Regions from separate parts of the Mus musculus genome. Here region 1 is linked to region 2. A link is a contact called in public HiCAR-type data. All regions are on one chromosome and are shown on one strand. The core of a region is the stretch at or near the end of the contact, and the rest is flanking DNA. Distances in the headings are between cores, read along the strand shown.

Evidence for each region. HiCAR-type assays count read pairs that join an accessible place to other places.
Region 1: a contact with region 2 is called in a HiCAR-type map of kidney, with 3 times the contacts expected there. The contact joins two enhancer-like sites. A contact is called at or near these places in 2 of 115 datasets of contacts at active chromatin or transcription factors (embryonic stem cells and kidney) and 1 of 9 other capture datasets (embryonic stem cells).

What each region holds. Positions count from the first base shown.
Region 1 is chr16:21,179,547-21,186,563 of GRCm38.p6, reverse strand. No RefSeq gene overlaps it. Among named protein-coding and RNA genes, the nearest start is that of Ephb3, 22 kb to the left of the region's middle. Within about 2 kb of position 3,868, at least 7 of the 459 cell types and tissues checked have an H3K27ac peak or open chromatin away from gene starts, as enhancers often do. A contact at or near this core is called in kidney, where this site is marked.
Region 2 is chr16:20,967,600-20,975,152 of GRCm38.p6, reverse strand. No RefSeq gene overlaps it. Among named protein-coding and RNA genes, the nearest start is that of Gm35913, 36 kb to the right of the region's middle. Within about 2 kb of position 2,497, at least 5 of the 459 cell types and tissues checked have an H3K27ac peak or open chromatin away from gene starts, as enhancers often do. A contact at or near this core is called in kidney, where this site is marked.

The DNA.
Region 1 (7,017 bases), core at 2,619-5,118, 210 kb before region 2:
CTGGATAGATGGCTTGGTGGAAAAGAGTACTAACTGCTTTTCCAGAGGACCCAGGTTCAATTCCCAGAAATCATGTGGTGACTTACAACCCTCTATAATGAATTCTGATGCCCTCTTCTGGCATGTAGATGTAGATAGAACATTCAAATAGACAAAATGAGTAAATACATCTTTAAAAAAAGAACCAAGTATAGTTATAGATATTTTAAAAAGCCATAGAGAAACCCATTACTCTCACTGTCTCTAACATTTTTTTAAATCTATTTATTTATTTTATGTAAGTACATTGTATTTCTCTTCAGACACACCAGAAGAGGGAATCAGATCCCATTACAGATGGTTGTGAGCCACTATGTGGTTGCTGGGAATTGAACTCAGGACCTCTGGAGGAGCAGTCAGTGCTCTTAACCACTGAGCCATCTCTCCAGCCCCCTCCAACTTTTGTTGTTATCATTTGAGGCAGGATTTTTCTGTGTAACCCTGGCTGTCCTAGATCTCGATGTGTAGATTAGGCTGGTCTTGAACTCAGAGATCTGGCTTCCTCTGTGTGGTGGTTTTGGCAGAAGCATTACACGCAGGAAAGGTAACCATTCATAACCAGAATGAGTACCTACTCCAGTAAGAACAAAACAAAGTGGTCCATTGTGGTCACCCTGCCACTAGGTTGCTGGCTGGTCTCCTAGAGGAATGTTGCTATATCTAGGGTTCAGTGTTGGTCTGTGCTGTTGGCTGATCTGGCATTCAGCAGCTATAAACTTGGTTCTCTTGGGCTGGTTCCAATCCTTCTTAGCTGCTCTCCTCTGCAGCCGCTCTCTTATGGTTCTGGCATCTCAAATATCTTGGGGTTTCCAAGGCAACTTCAACTTTATAGCTTATTGTTCCAATGTCTGGGATCTATAGTGATCTTCCAGGTTCCTCCAAAGGGCATGAGTCACTTCTCCAGCTCTGCCCTCTGTAGCACTCTAGGCTCTGGTTAACTCCACTCACTGCTGCTGTGTTCTTGATGATCATCACATGGTACTGGCATCTCCAATATTCTGGGGTCTTCTGCTATAACTAAGTGTCAACAATAACCTCTCACAGTCTCTCTTCATGGTGTAGACCTCAACTTCATTGCACGACGTCTTCAGTCCTGGGCCATCAACTGCAACTGAGGCTGTACCTTCACCCATGCCCTTCCTTGGCCTCTCACAGTGTCAAGCCTCAGCTGCTCTTCATGACTCCTACATGCCTTCAAAACCAGTACCACCTTCGTGGTTATTATACATTACCAAGTCCAGCTGCAGCACAAGATACAACCTTGATTATCTCTGGAACACAACTTCTTTGTACTTTCAGTAAACACTTCCCAGAAGATTTCACCTCAGTGATGCTGGTCTCTTCTTAATCACTGCTAATTTCTTAGTTCCAGCTACCCAGCATCAATTGTCCCAGTAGTCCCTTCTATTCTTGATTCTAAAGCCAGAGCCACATGGCCAAAGCTGCTGAGTTCTGCTACTTGCTGGAGCTGGAACCCTTGTTCTATTACATTATCACCAGCTTTCTGCTTTCTACCTCCTTCACTGACTCTGCTTGGCTGTCCTGGAACTTGATTCATAGAGTGACCTTGAACTGAGAGATTTGCATGGCTCTGTCTCCAGAATTTGGAATTAAAGACCTGTACTGTAGTGGGTTGGCCTACTGCTACTTGTATTCTAATGCTAATTTGGGGCACCCAAGGCTGGTTGCCCTACAGACAGAGAGTCCCTGCACTGTAAGACTCTAAGTAACCCTGTCCCAAGTTATTTCTAGTTGGTAAATAAAGATGCCCACAGCCAGTAGCTGGGCAGAAGAGACATTGGTGGGATTTGAGTTTCAGGGGCTTGGGGGATAGAGGACCACAAGGAAGAAGGATGTGTAGGAGAGGAGGAAGGAGAAGCCACCACGGGTTAAGGGTCAAGAAATCAAGGCCCTGAGGGCTGCCCAGTTGGAGTTAAGAGTAGCCCAGGTGGAATACAGTAAATAGTAAGTAATAACTCGGGGTTATCAATAGGAAAGTACATTCTACAGCATGGAGGGTAGGCAGCTGCCCAGCTATTGTGCTGTTTAGGACTTATTGTAAATATAAAGGCTGGGAATGTGTCTTTCATTCAGGAACTCGATAACCAAGGCAGGGTAGAAGCCCTGGGCTGGAATTTTAAATATTTTCCACAACAGAGTACCAACATGCTTGGACTTAAGCTCTGTACCAGGCTAACTTTGAACTCAGAGATCTCCTTGCCTCTGTCTCCTGGGATTAAAGGCATGTACCAACATGCCTGGGCCTAAGTGTTTCATGGCCATTATGCCTGAACATCCTATGTCTTCCAGCTCCAAGATCTGGATCAAGGTGTGCCCTCCATTTTCTAGACTGTTGTTCATTTCAGATTAAACGTCCAAATAAAAGCAACAACCAAACAGTAATGATGCCTAGATATTACTATTCCTTGACCAACAACAAAATCAAACAATAAGCTTAGCTGGGTAGGATCTTGCTGAATGACCCAAGGTCACTGATCTCTTAATCTTTTTATCTCCTTGATCATAGGATTCAGCTCCATTCTACCTCCTGGTGCCCCTCTAATATTTGAACTATAGATTTTGTACTTTTCCTTTCAAAGCTTGCAAAGCTTGATCAAAACACTCTTCATGAGACTAAGCCAGAGAACAAAGTCTGTGCTGGGCTTTTTGAAGACTTCTTTTGTCAATGCAATTAATATAAATCCCTTTACCTTAGCAACAAGCAGACTCTTCAGACAAGGGTAAAAAGCAGCCACATTCTTCACCAAAACACCACACAAACTGTCTCTAGGCCACAAAATGAAATTCTTCTCCACTGAAACCTCTTGGGCCAGGTCTGCACAATTCAAATCACTCTCAGTAACAAAGTCTTCCATATTCTTACTAGGATGTCCCATTTAGCCTCACTTAAAACATTCCACTGCTTTCCAAAATCCCAAAGTCCACATTCCTCCAAACAAAAGCATGGTTAGGCCTATCACAGCAATACTCTACTTCTGGTACCAACTTTTGTTTTAGTTAGGGTTTTTATTGCTATGAAGAGAGACCATGACCAAAGAAACTCTTATAAAGGACAACAGTTAGTTGGGGCTAACATATAGGTTCAGAGGTTCAGTCAATTAACATCAAGGCAGAAAGCATGGCAGCATCCAGGCAGGCATGGCACTGGAGTCAGAGCTGAGAGTTCTACGTCTTGTTCTAAAGGTAATCAGGAGAAGACTGTCTTCCAGGCAGCTAGGAGGAGAGTCTCAAAGCCCATCCTCACAGCGACATACTTCCTCCAACAAGGCCACACCACCACACTCTGCCTCCCAAATGCTGGGATTAAAGGCATATGCCAACACTGCCCAGCTGCTCTCTATCTAAATTTTAAATAAACTTTGAAACTGCTAGAAGTTGGGCTAGATAGATGGCTCAGTGGTTAAGAATTATTGCTGCTTTTGCAGAGCACCCAGGACCCACATTAGGTGGCTCATGACCACCTGTAATTCCAGATCCAGGGTATCCAGACCCTCTTCTGGACACATATGCACATAACTGAATATAAAATAAATCTGTAAAAATTATTTCGAAATTGCTGAGATTAAATGTAAAGTTATAACAGTTGCCAAAAGATGGTATTTAATGCAAAGTAGACTATATAAAATTCAGTCACATATGAAAAGCCCCACTCACTGGATTCTATCATCCACAGGTTCAGATCAAACATATTTGTAGAAGGCTAGAGAGATGGCTCATTGGTTAAGAGCACTCACTGCTCTTCCATAGGGCCTTCATCATGACTTATGGTTATAAGTCTGTAACTCTAGTTCTAAGGGATCTGACAACCCCTACTGGACTTCTTGGGCACCAGGCACCCACATGGCAGATATACATATAAACAAGCAGGATACTCATACACATGAAATAAAAATAAATCTTTAAAAAATTGTTATGGAAATAAAAATTATGTCAATACTGAACCGACACATACTGTTTTTCTTGTCAAATCATACAGCACAACAATTTTTGAGGTATCATTGGCATTAGGTATCACAAGGAATCTGGTTTGATCTAAAACATATGGGAGAGACTGGGGGAGAGCCCAGGAAGAGAGAGAACTTTACTGTTAGTGGGAGGATGTGTGTAGGTTGCATGCAAATGCTGTATATCATTTTATAAAAGGGAATTTGCATTTAAGGATCTGCTGACTGTTGGCAGCTGGGTTCTTGGAACTGCTCCCCTGTAACTGCTGAAGGACAACTGCACTGTGGTAGGACCCAGATCCATCTGTAGCCAGCTAGTTAACTCAGTTACTCTTTAACCTCCAGTCGAGATGTAAGTTAAACTGTTGCTACCTTTTCTTCTACTGTACAACTCCAGGGCCTTCAGAATTATAGAAAAAAAGCAACTGCACACTGAGTTGTAACCTCAGCTTCCTTCCTTTCTTCCTTCTTTCCTCCCTCCCTTTCTCTCTAAATATCTATCTTTCTTTCTCAATCTCTTGTAGCCCAGGCTGGCCTCATACTTGCTATGTAGCTAAGAATGACCTTGAATCTCTGTACTCCATCTGTGGAGAGCTAGATACAGGTATTGGCCAGCATACTAAGTTTGTGCAATGCTGGGGATCAAGCCCAAGGCTTTGCTTGTGTTGGCCAAGCACTCTACCAACAGCCCTATCCCATTCCCCACTCTTGTCTCCTCCTGTGCAATCTTATATCACTTATATCACTTCCTTTAAGCCCTTCCTTTCTGATGCTTTGTACTTTTTAAGAAGTGCAGTCCAGGCACAGCTCATATGTTTTGCTGTTTTATATTTTCAGTACCATCCATTTTTAAAATATTGTCTCTGGTGATTTATTTTCTGACCCACAATTTACTTAGAAATAGCTCATTTATTTTCAAATATTTCAGGTTTTCTAGCTGTCTCATTGTTAAGATCCATCTTAGTTAATTTTGTATCCTGGTGTTAAGGTACTGACCACAGTAACTTATGAAGAGAGAGAGAGGGAGATCTGGAAATGATTAGAATCCTTTGAAACTTCAAAGGCCACCCTCAGTGACACACTTCCTTCATCAAGGCCACACCTCTCAATTCTTCACAAAGGATCTTTCCATAGGAGACAAAGTGTTCAAGCATAAGAACCTATAGGGGCCATTCTCACTGAAATTACCACATTGTCTCCCCAGTTTCCATAGGGATATGGCTATAACATGGCTCAAAATGCAGTTAGTAAAAGTTGAAATGACTTCACAATCTCAACATGGTTTAAAAGCCCAAGTCTCTTCTGAGACTCAAGACAATCTCTTACCTGTAACCTCTGTAAAAATCAAAAGCAAAACCCCAAATTATATATTTCCAGCATGCAATGGTGCAGAACATACATCACCATTCCAAAAGTGAGGAAAGAAGGCTAAGTGAAAAAAATACTTGACCAAAACTAGACCAATACTCTGTGAGACAATAGCTGTAATCCAAATCCTATGTCTCTGTATCTGGTGTCAGAGAGCTTAGGTAGCTCTGACTTTCCAACTTTGGCACCTGCAACACACTGCTCTCTCTTGGGCTAGCTCCATTTTCTCTATGAAGCTATCCTTTGTAGCTTGTCATGGCTCTGGTATTTTCAAAATCTTGGGATCCTGATGCAAACCAGGCTTCCCCTTCATGGCTTCACATGGTGACCTCTCAGAGATTCCCCCATCGAATATTTGGCCTCAGCAATTCTCCTTAATCATGAAAGAAGATTCCACAAACTCCTTCACTCACATATCCTTCATGAGTCATGTCTTGGAAGCTTTCTTCTGTGACTTTTAGGATCAGAACATTTTGCAGACCTATCCTGAAGTAAGAATTTCCAGTTTTTTTTTGGAGACTCCATTGTGTCATGAGATGGGTTTTCTGGAAACTGCCTTGTGAGGGGATGTTTTGCTGAGAACAGACACATGGTATTTTTCTGGAAGCTGTCTAGTGAAAGGGCATGTGATGTTTGGAAAGAGTGTAAGTGTAACCCAACAGACAGTGGATCATGCTCAGGCATTGGTTCGCCTTGTTTTTATAGTTGATCTTTGCTCGTCATGACTTCTGTGGTGGTTTGAATACGTTTGGCCCAGGAAGTGGCACTATTTGGAGGTGTGACCTTGTTGGAGGAAGTATGTTGCTGTGGGCATGGCTTTGAGACCCTCCTCCTAACCACGTGGGAGCCAGTATTCTAGCAGTCTTCAGACAAAGATGTAGAACTCTCAGCTCCTCCTGCACCATGCCTGCCTGGATGCTGCCATGCGCCCACCTTGATGATAATGGACTGTACCTCTGAACCTGAAAGCCAGCCCCAATCCAATGTTGCCCTTATAAGAGTTGTCTTGATCATGATGTCTGTTCATTGTAGTAAAATCCTAACTAAGATAACCTTATAGAAAGAAACTTCTGGCGGTGTTCTGGCTGCTTCTTGCCACTTGAGCAGACTCAAGCTGATTGGCAGAGTCTTGTGGTATCTTCTGGACAGAGCCACTGCTGCTCATTCGTGTTTGGTGTTTTGCAAGTAGACTGGACTGCTGACAACAAAGATTGGAATTGCCGCAAAGAATTTGTCTTAGTTAGGGTTTTACTGCTGTGAAGAGACAGCATGACCAAGACAACTCTTTTTTTGGGGGGTGTGGGGTGGGTTCAAGACAGGGTTTCTCTGTATAGCCCTGGGGCTGTCCTGGAACTCACTTTGTAGACCAGGCTGGCCTTGAACTCAGAAATCCGCCTGCCTCTGCTTCCCAAGTGCTGGGATTAAAGGCATGTGCCACCATGCCTGGCTGACCAAGGCAACTCTTATAAGGACAACATTTACCTGGGGCTGGCTTATAGGTTCAGAGGTTCAGTCCATTATCATCAAGGTGGGAGCATGGCAGCATCCAGGCAGGCATGGTTCAGAAGGAGTTGAGAGTTCTACATCTGGATCTGAAAGCAGCTAGTAGAATACTGATTTTGAGGCAGCTAGGATGAAAGTCTTA
Region 2 (7,553 bases), core at 1,248-3,747:
AGGGGCTTGGTCTCAGCCCATGCTCTAGGGAGGTTTAGCATTAGTTTTGTCAGAAAAGAGTCATGCATTCCTAGTTTTTCAGTATCTAATTCTGTCATTTTTTTATTCCTCTGATAGGGGGCAGGTTACCATGATTGCTGATTGTGGGCTTCCCAGGCAGAGTAGCTTTGTTCCTGTCAAATATGATGTTGGCACCAAGTTTTCTTAACAAATTTCTACCAACTACAGGATGTGGACAGTCTGGCATTACAATGAAAGAGTATGTTCCTGTTCCTCATCCAATGTCTTGGATTTAAACAGGCACCAAAAACTACCATCCCATCCAGGACTTAAGGGAAGTAAATAAACTTGAAAACTGTTATGAAATATAATGCTGAGAGGAGTACCTTGGGCAGCCCATGACGAGGGGTATCCCTGAGTAATTTCCCAATGCAATAGATCTGGTGTGAAAGGGGTTTATTGGGGGAAGGTAGAGGAGTGAGGACTTGGGAAGGAGCAGAGGCAGATGAGTTGGCATGTAGACATACAGACAGATGGGAGAAGAGCCATGAAGGCAGAGAAAAAGGGGGCAAGTAGAGAACAGATAGAGAGAGAGAAAGAGAGAGAGTTGTGGTGTTACTTGTATCTGGCACACATACCTGACTGAGGTGGAAGACAATGGTGTAAGCAATTACTAGGTTCCTGAGGGCAGGTCAACAGAATTATCTGCAGCTAACAAAAATCAGGAGCTAACACCAAGATGCTGCAAGGCAAAACTTTTATTTTTATGGCCATGACAGACTTACATTTACCTCAGGAGTAGGAGAATGAAAGTGGCCCAGACCATAAACAAAAAGGCCTTTTTATGGCAAAAAAAAAAAAAAAAAAGCAAGTGATTTTAAAAATGGAATTTTGCAGTTATTTTTATGAACATAGGAAAAATACATGTTACTTAGTTTTGATCAGATAGCATGAAACATTTTATGGCCAGTCAATTCTCAGAACAATGGAGACAATTTGCAGTGTGTAACTCATAAGATTATTCAGGAAAACCAAACCAAAACAAAACAAAAAATTGAACAAAAAACCCAAGTTAACCAAAGTCTAACATTGTTTAACTAAGAGAAAAATGGAGTCAGCCATCCCTTAACTATCTACTTCTCATTTGATGGTCCAGGAATAGGTGGCCTCTTGAATGGTAATTTTCTCTTTAGTCATGGGGCACTGAGGTTGGGTCAGCACTGAATGGACTACACTGTCTGTCTACCAGGAACCAGATAGTTTTCCCTGTATTTTTCATGTGACCATGGGCTCCTGGGAGTTTATTTGCATGGAGCTCTAGCCCCAGCATTCTGACCCATTCAGATAGAGAATCAGTTTTGTTTTGTTTTGTTTTGTTTTTTCTCATCTGTCAGGTTTTGAACATTTTTTTTTCAATGCCATCTTTTTCTACAATGGGCTCACTAGTCCCTTTATAGCTTGGCCCAGCCCAGGGCTGATTTGGATGTCTGTGGAACTCCTAAGTGCCCTTGGGCCCCTGGCACCCTTCAGCTCCCTGAGCATGGCTACCATTATCCTAGACAGTTTTCTTTCTTTTCTCTCATCCAGGTCTCTGTCTCTAACAGCTGTGATCTATTTATTCCTTCAAACTCTGTAAGTTTTATAACTTTCTGTGACCAGGAGCTAACTTTGTTACAAAGGCATTACTAATAGCACAATGGTTCTCTGGACTATCTGGGTCAATGGGCATGAACTTCTGCTCTGCTCCTCTGAGGTGTTCTGGGAGCCCAGCAAAGGATTCTTGACTTTCCTTGGTCACCACCTCTGTAACTTTTGACATGTTTGTCAGCCTTTTAACTAATGCTCTTATTCTAGTCAGGAGAACCTGTTGCTAGGTCTCAAGTGTGTGTTCCCCCACCCCCACCCCCCACACACACCTTGATCAGTGGTGAGGTCCTACAAGGTTAAGAGCAGTATTTGCTTGGCCCTCATTTCTGCATCCAATCCTGTACACACACAGGAGCTTTTTCTGGTCTCTATCATGATTTGGTCTCTCTCTGCAGAAGCAAAGAGGGTACCCAGGAGTGGCTCACACTCTGCCCAGGTGGGCTGATGGGTGAAGAGAATAGCTTCCAGCAAGTTAATAAGGACCTGTGTCTTCTCTGAAAAAGAAGGATTCTAGAATTTCTAGTTATAAAGATCACTGGTTTAAAAAAGAACATAAACTACAAAAGGGTCTAGGCCTCTGTCTCTCTCCCACTGGTCTCTTCCCCCTCCAGAGGTTGGAGCCAGTAAGAAGTACCTCTCTGAAATGGAAGACAGCCTGGCTTGGGTGGGGTGGAATGTAGTCCTCTTCAAGTATGGGGAGGTCAGGACCAGGCAGGCAGGGGTGAAGGGAAATTGAGTGAGGATGAAAGCAAAATCAGGATAGATTTAAGGGACCACAGGCATAGGTTTCCCCTTTAGGCACAGTTGGATCCTGGACTGGGTGGGTGTAGGGATTGTAAGGTTTCTACCTCCTCTTCTGCTCTGTGGGAACTAGAACAGAGAGACTGATATTTTGCCAAGATTTTGACTCAGCCTTTGGCCCTCAGGCTTGGTAATTAAAAACAGATAAAACAGAAGAACCCTGCTTAAGTGCATAACACTCAGCCATGTGGGGGCTCTAGAAGGAGGGAGAGCCAGATGTCATGAAAGGAAACTGATCTGGGGGACCAGAATTCTCTGTGACATTCTGCCAGACTTTCCTGAAAATTTAAGGAGCAAATGACCCCTTTTGTGGCCATCCCACATCAAGGGTGGGTCACTGTAGTCTGCATAGGTTGTAGAGGTTTTGTGGTGACAACTTAGCTCCATATTCCACCTTATAGAATTCATAGGAGTGTTGTAGCATGCAGTCCAGGGGCAAGTTGGTTGTACTTGGTCCAGCTCCTGTTCCTGCAATTAAACTTGAAAACACAAATCCAGCAGAGAGTAGACAATAATATAAAGCAACAGTACCCCCAACATAGTCAGAGGAAGCCAAGCAAACTCAGATATATAGATGTATGGTGGCTGCCTTCATTCACCACCAAAACCAGAAGAACAAAATACTCCTTTTCTCTTTAAGATAAAAGTCTATGATTGTATCCAATCTTCCTATATCTCTATAAATATCCAGACTCCAAAACAAAACAGATCAATTTACCAGTGAGTCTGAGTTTCAGATGTGTGTTACCTGGCAGTTTTTACTGTGTTTTGATTTTAATGTGCACATTTTTGGTTGTCATAGTTTGAGATACCCAGGGCTTTTCAAGTTTGCTTTGTACTTGCTTTCTCAGGGCCTGTCCCCTACTAATGACTTAATTTGTGACAGCCATGGTTGTGTGCATCCCAATCTTCCAAGTCTCCCAGGGCTTATCCCTTTTGGGCTTCCCAGACATAGACATCCTAGTTTCTGACGGCCTATCCTTTTACTGGTTCCCCATGTAGGGCTGATCCTGGATTCCTGGCCCTGACTCTGGGTTCTCCCAGGAATTTCCCTAGTGTCTCAAAATGTAGCATTTAAATCCACTAGGGAAGACTAAAGGCTTAGATTCTATTCCAATCTAAGTTAAATAAATTTATTCTTACAACTAGCAGAAGGAAGGAGCCTTATACTCAAAAAGCATTCGGAGCTGAAGGGAAGGTTTGTCAAGGTGGATACCAAAGCTGTGCCTTACAATTATCTGTGGAATCCACATCTGGGCAACAGAATTGTTCTATTCCCCCCAGCTGTTTCTCTTTCCAAGTATACTGATAAAAAGACTACTTCATTCCGAAGCCAAAAGTGAGTTTACAAAAGCAGAAAGCAAATGATTAAATACCTTACAGCAGGAACATTACCCTGTTCCCATCTCACCTGCGGGCTGCTGGGTTCTCACAGGCATTCCAGGGCAAATGTCAATGGCCTGTAAGGATGCCTGGTACCTTATTAAGTTTCTTTAGCCATTATAGAGGAGTTATGCATAAATTTTTACACAGGTCTGAGCACTCTGGGGGAAGTGTCTCTAACTGACTGGGATAGAGCAGGCAATAACACAGTGCCATTAGGTTAGGCTGGCTGTCACATCATCACATATGGAAAAGTCAGGTATCATAAATTATTAGCTATCAAGTGGCAGCACAAACTGTTTCTTAACTCTTTGTACCCGAGAGAGCCATGAGAATGTGTGACCTGATTCTTTCACATGTCTGCATCTGGAATCTAAAGAGGTTACCATTGTCTAAAAGGGGCAGGTGCACATTCTAACAGAGATAATGCGCTCATGACCCGGTATTGGGCACTGAGGCACTGTCACAACAAATGGTAAAGAATAGATAGTACATTTCAGCACTGAGAGATGTTCTGGAGCTACATGGCTCTGAGGAACAAGGAACTTAGCCTAGAAGCAGAAGTGGGAGGGAAAATCCAAGGCAGGAGAACTGGAATATGCAAAGGGCAGGAACAAGTTTGCACTTAAGTAAAGGCAGGCAGTTTCATTGGCAGGCAGTTTGTAAAGAGAAGGAGGGGCTAAGGCTGAGTGATTAGAAAGAGAATATTAAGGCTGAGGGGAGAGGAGAAAGAAGGGATGAGGCAGAGAGGAGAGGGAAAAGGAGGTGGTTAGGCAGAGGAAGAGAACACCAGTGAAATATGCTGCATTCTATCAGGATGGGACAGTATGGAACTGGTCTTTACAGTCCCAGGTTAGGGCCTCAATTTCCCTGTATTCCAAAAGAAATTAGGAAACAGAAATTGGTTCAGTAAAATCAACTTGTTACAGTTTAGACAAAGGATGTGGAATCCTCTTCCCCTCCCCTCCAGTGCCTGGGCTATGCTACAATTTGCAGAAAACTAAGAGACAAAAGCCAGAATACATGTAAATGTGATGTCATGTAAATGTGAAACAGGTTAAAGAGCCTTTTCCTGGGGGAAGGAATGATTTCTCCACTGTAGAGGGGGAGGCTGGTGGTGAGATGGTAAAAGTGTGGTGAGCATATTTACCGAAACCACGGGCTAAGCGGTGGGAATCCCAGACACAGGAGAGAAAAGAGCAGGAAAGGTCTTGGCCTCATCTTGTAGTCTCTTTTCAGGCCCCACAATTGTGCTCACTCTCTAGTCCTGCACACGGGTAAACACGCCTTGACAACGTAAAAGGCATAGTTCTTATCTCAAAGGGGATAGGAGATAGTGACTGCACCTCTTAGTTTGGGCTTTATTGCTGTGAAGAGACACCATAACCATAGCAACTTTTATAAAGGAAAACATTTGATTGGGTCTAGTTTACAGTTATAGAGGCTTATTCCCCTGTCATCATAGCAAAAATCATGGCAGCATGCAAGCAGATAGGGTGCTAGAGGAGGATATGAAAGTTCTCCATCTGGATTTACAGACAGCAGAAGTAAACTGGCTTGAGAATCTGAGACCTCAAGCCTACTCCCTAGTCACACCCTCCTCCAACAACCAATACCATACCTCTTACTACTGTCACTCCCTATGGGCCTGTGTGAACCATTCTCTTTCAAACAACCATTGTGATGATACACCATGACCAAAAGCAACTTGAAGAGGAAAGGGTTTATTTTGCTTTCACTACCATGTCACACACTGAAGGAAGTCAGGGTAGGCACACAAACAGGGCAGGATCCTGGAGGCAGGAGCTGGTATGGAAGCCATGGAGGAATGCTCTTACTGGCTTGCTTCTTATGGTTTGCTCAGTCTGCTCTGTTATACAACCCAGGGCCACCAGACCAACCACAATAAGCTGGGCCCTTCCACTTCAATGACTAATTAAGAAAATATCCCACAGATTTGCAAGCACATGGCAGCTTATAAGCATCCAGTTTTAGAGAATCTGATGCCTCTTTTGGCATAGCTGTAGACACAAGGCACACACCTGGTGTACAGACATACATACAGCCAAAATACCTATACACATAAAATAATGTTTTTAAAGACTACTAGGGTCATTTGTTTTGTAGTTTTAATTAGGAGTATGTATTTCTTGTCATCTGGAGCTGAAAAATTAGCTGTAATTAGGAAGAGAACAGGATTATTGAATTTATCTTTTGGGAAGTGTTCCTTCAGAGTCAGAACACAGAAACTGTGGTCCGGAGGGGTCCAGGACTGCACCCCATTCTAGCAGTTGAATTTGTCAAGGTGTAAGAGTCATGTAGGCCATACCAGTTTTGATGGTGATAAGGGGCCATGGAGTGCAGCTGAGGCTTGGCACAGTGAGAGGAGAGGAGCAGCCATTGGTGAAGGTACAGACTTAGTTTAGTGGAGACTTCAGCATATTAGGGGTACCAGTACAAGAAGACAACTGGCCAAAGAGCAGCTGGCACGGGACAGAGCCACCTAAATCTGTGAGGTGAACTAAATGTGCTGTGGAAGGCAGAGCCAGAGAAATGGGCCTGCTCGTGCCTTAGGAACCCAGAGGATCATGGGTCTCAGACACCAGACACTGAGCTATTCACACTTCTGAGAGGAGTTGGGTTTGATTTGATGTGACTTTGAATATGCCCTGATTGTTTTCTTGTTTTCTCTTGTGGTAAGAGAGTATTTCTTCTAATTATTAGTATTAGTATTATTAATATTAGTATTATCATTATTATATTTTTTGTAAGTTGTTTTTTTTAATTAGGTATTTTCTTCATTTACATTTCCAATGCTATCCCAAAAGTCCCTCATACTCCCCCCCCCCACTCCCCTACCCCCCCACTCCCACTTCTTGGCCCTGGCGTTCCCCTGTACTGGGGCATATAAAGTTTGCAAGACCAATGGGCCTCTCTTTCCAGTGATGGCCGACTAGGCCATCTTCTGATACATATGCAGCTAGAGACACGAGCTCTGGGGAGTACTGGTTAGTTCATATTGTTGTTCCACCTATAGGGTTGCAGATCCCTTTAGCTCCTTGGGTACTTTCTCTAGCTCCTCCATTGGGGGCCCTGTGATCCATACAATACCTCACTGTGAGCATCCACTTCTGTGTTTGCTAGGCCCCAGCATAGCCTCAAAAGAGACAGCTATATCTGGGTCATTTCAGCAAAATCTTGCTAGTGTATGCAATGGTGTCAGCATTTGGAGGCTGATTATGGGATGGACCCCCATAACCCCATTAAAAAATGGGGCTCAGAGCTAAACAAAGAATTCTCACCTGAGGAATACCGAATGGCTGAGAAGCACCTGAAAAAAATGTTCAACATCCTTAATCATCAGGGAAATGCAAATTAAAGCAACCCTGAGATTCCACCTCACACCAGTCAGAATGGCTAAGATCAAAATTTCAGGTGACAGCAGATGCTGGCAAGGATGTGGAGAAAGAGGAACACTCCTCCATTGTTGGTGGGATTGCAAGCTTGTACAACCACTCTGGAAATCAGTCTGGCAGTTCCTCAGAAAATTGGACATAGCACTACTGGAGGATCCTGCAATACCTCTCCTGGGCATATATCCAGAAGCTATTCCAGCTGGTAAGAAGGACACATGCTCCACTATGTTCATAGCAGCCTTATTTATAATAGCCAGAAGCTGGAAAGAACCCAGGTGTCCCTCAACAGAGGAATGGATACAGAAA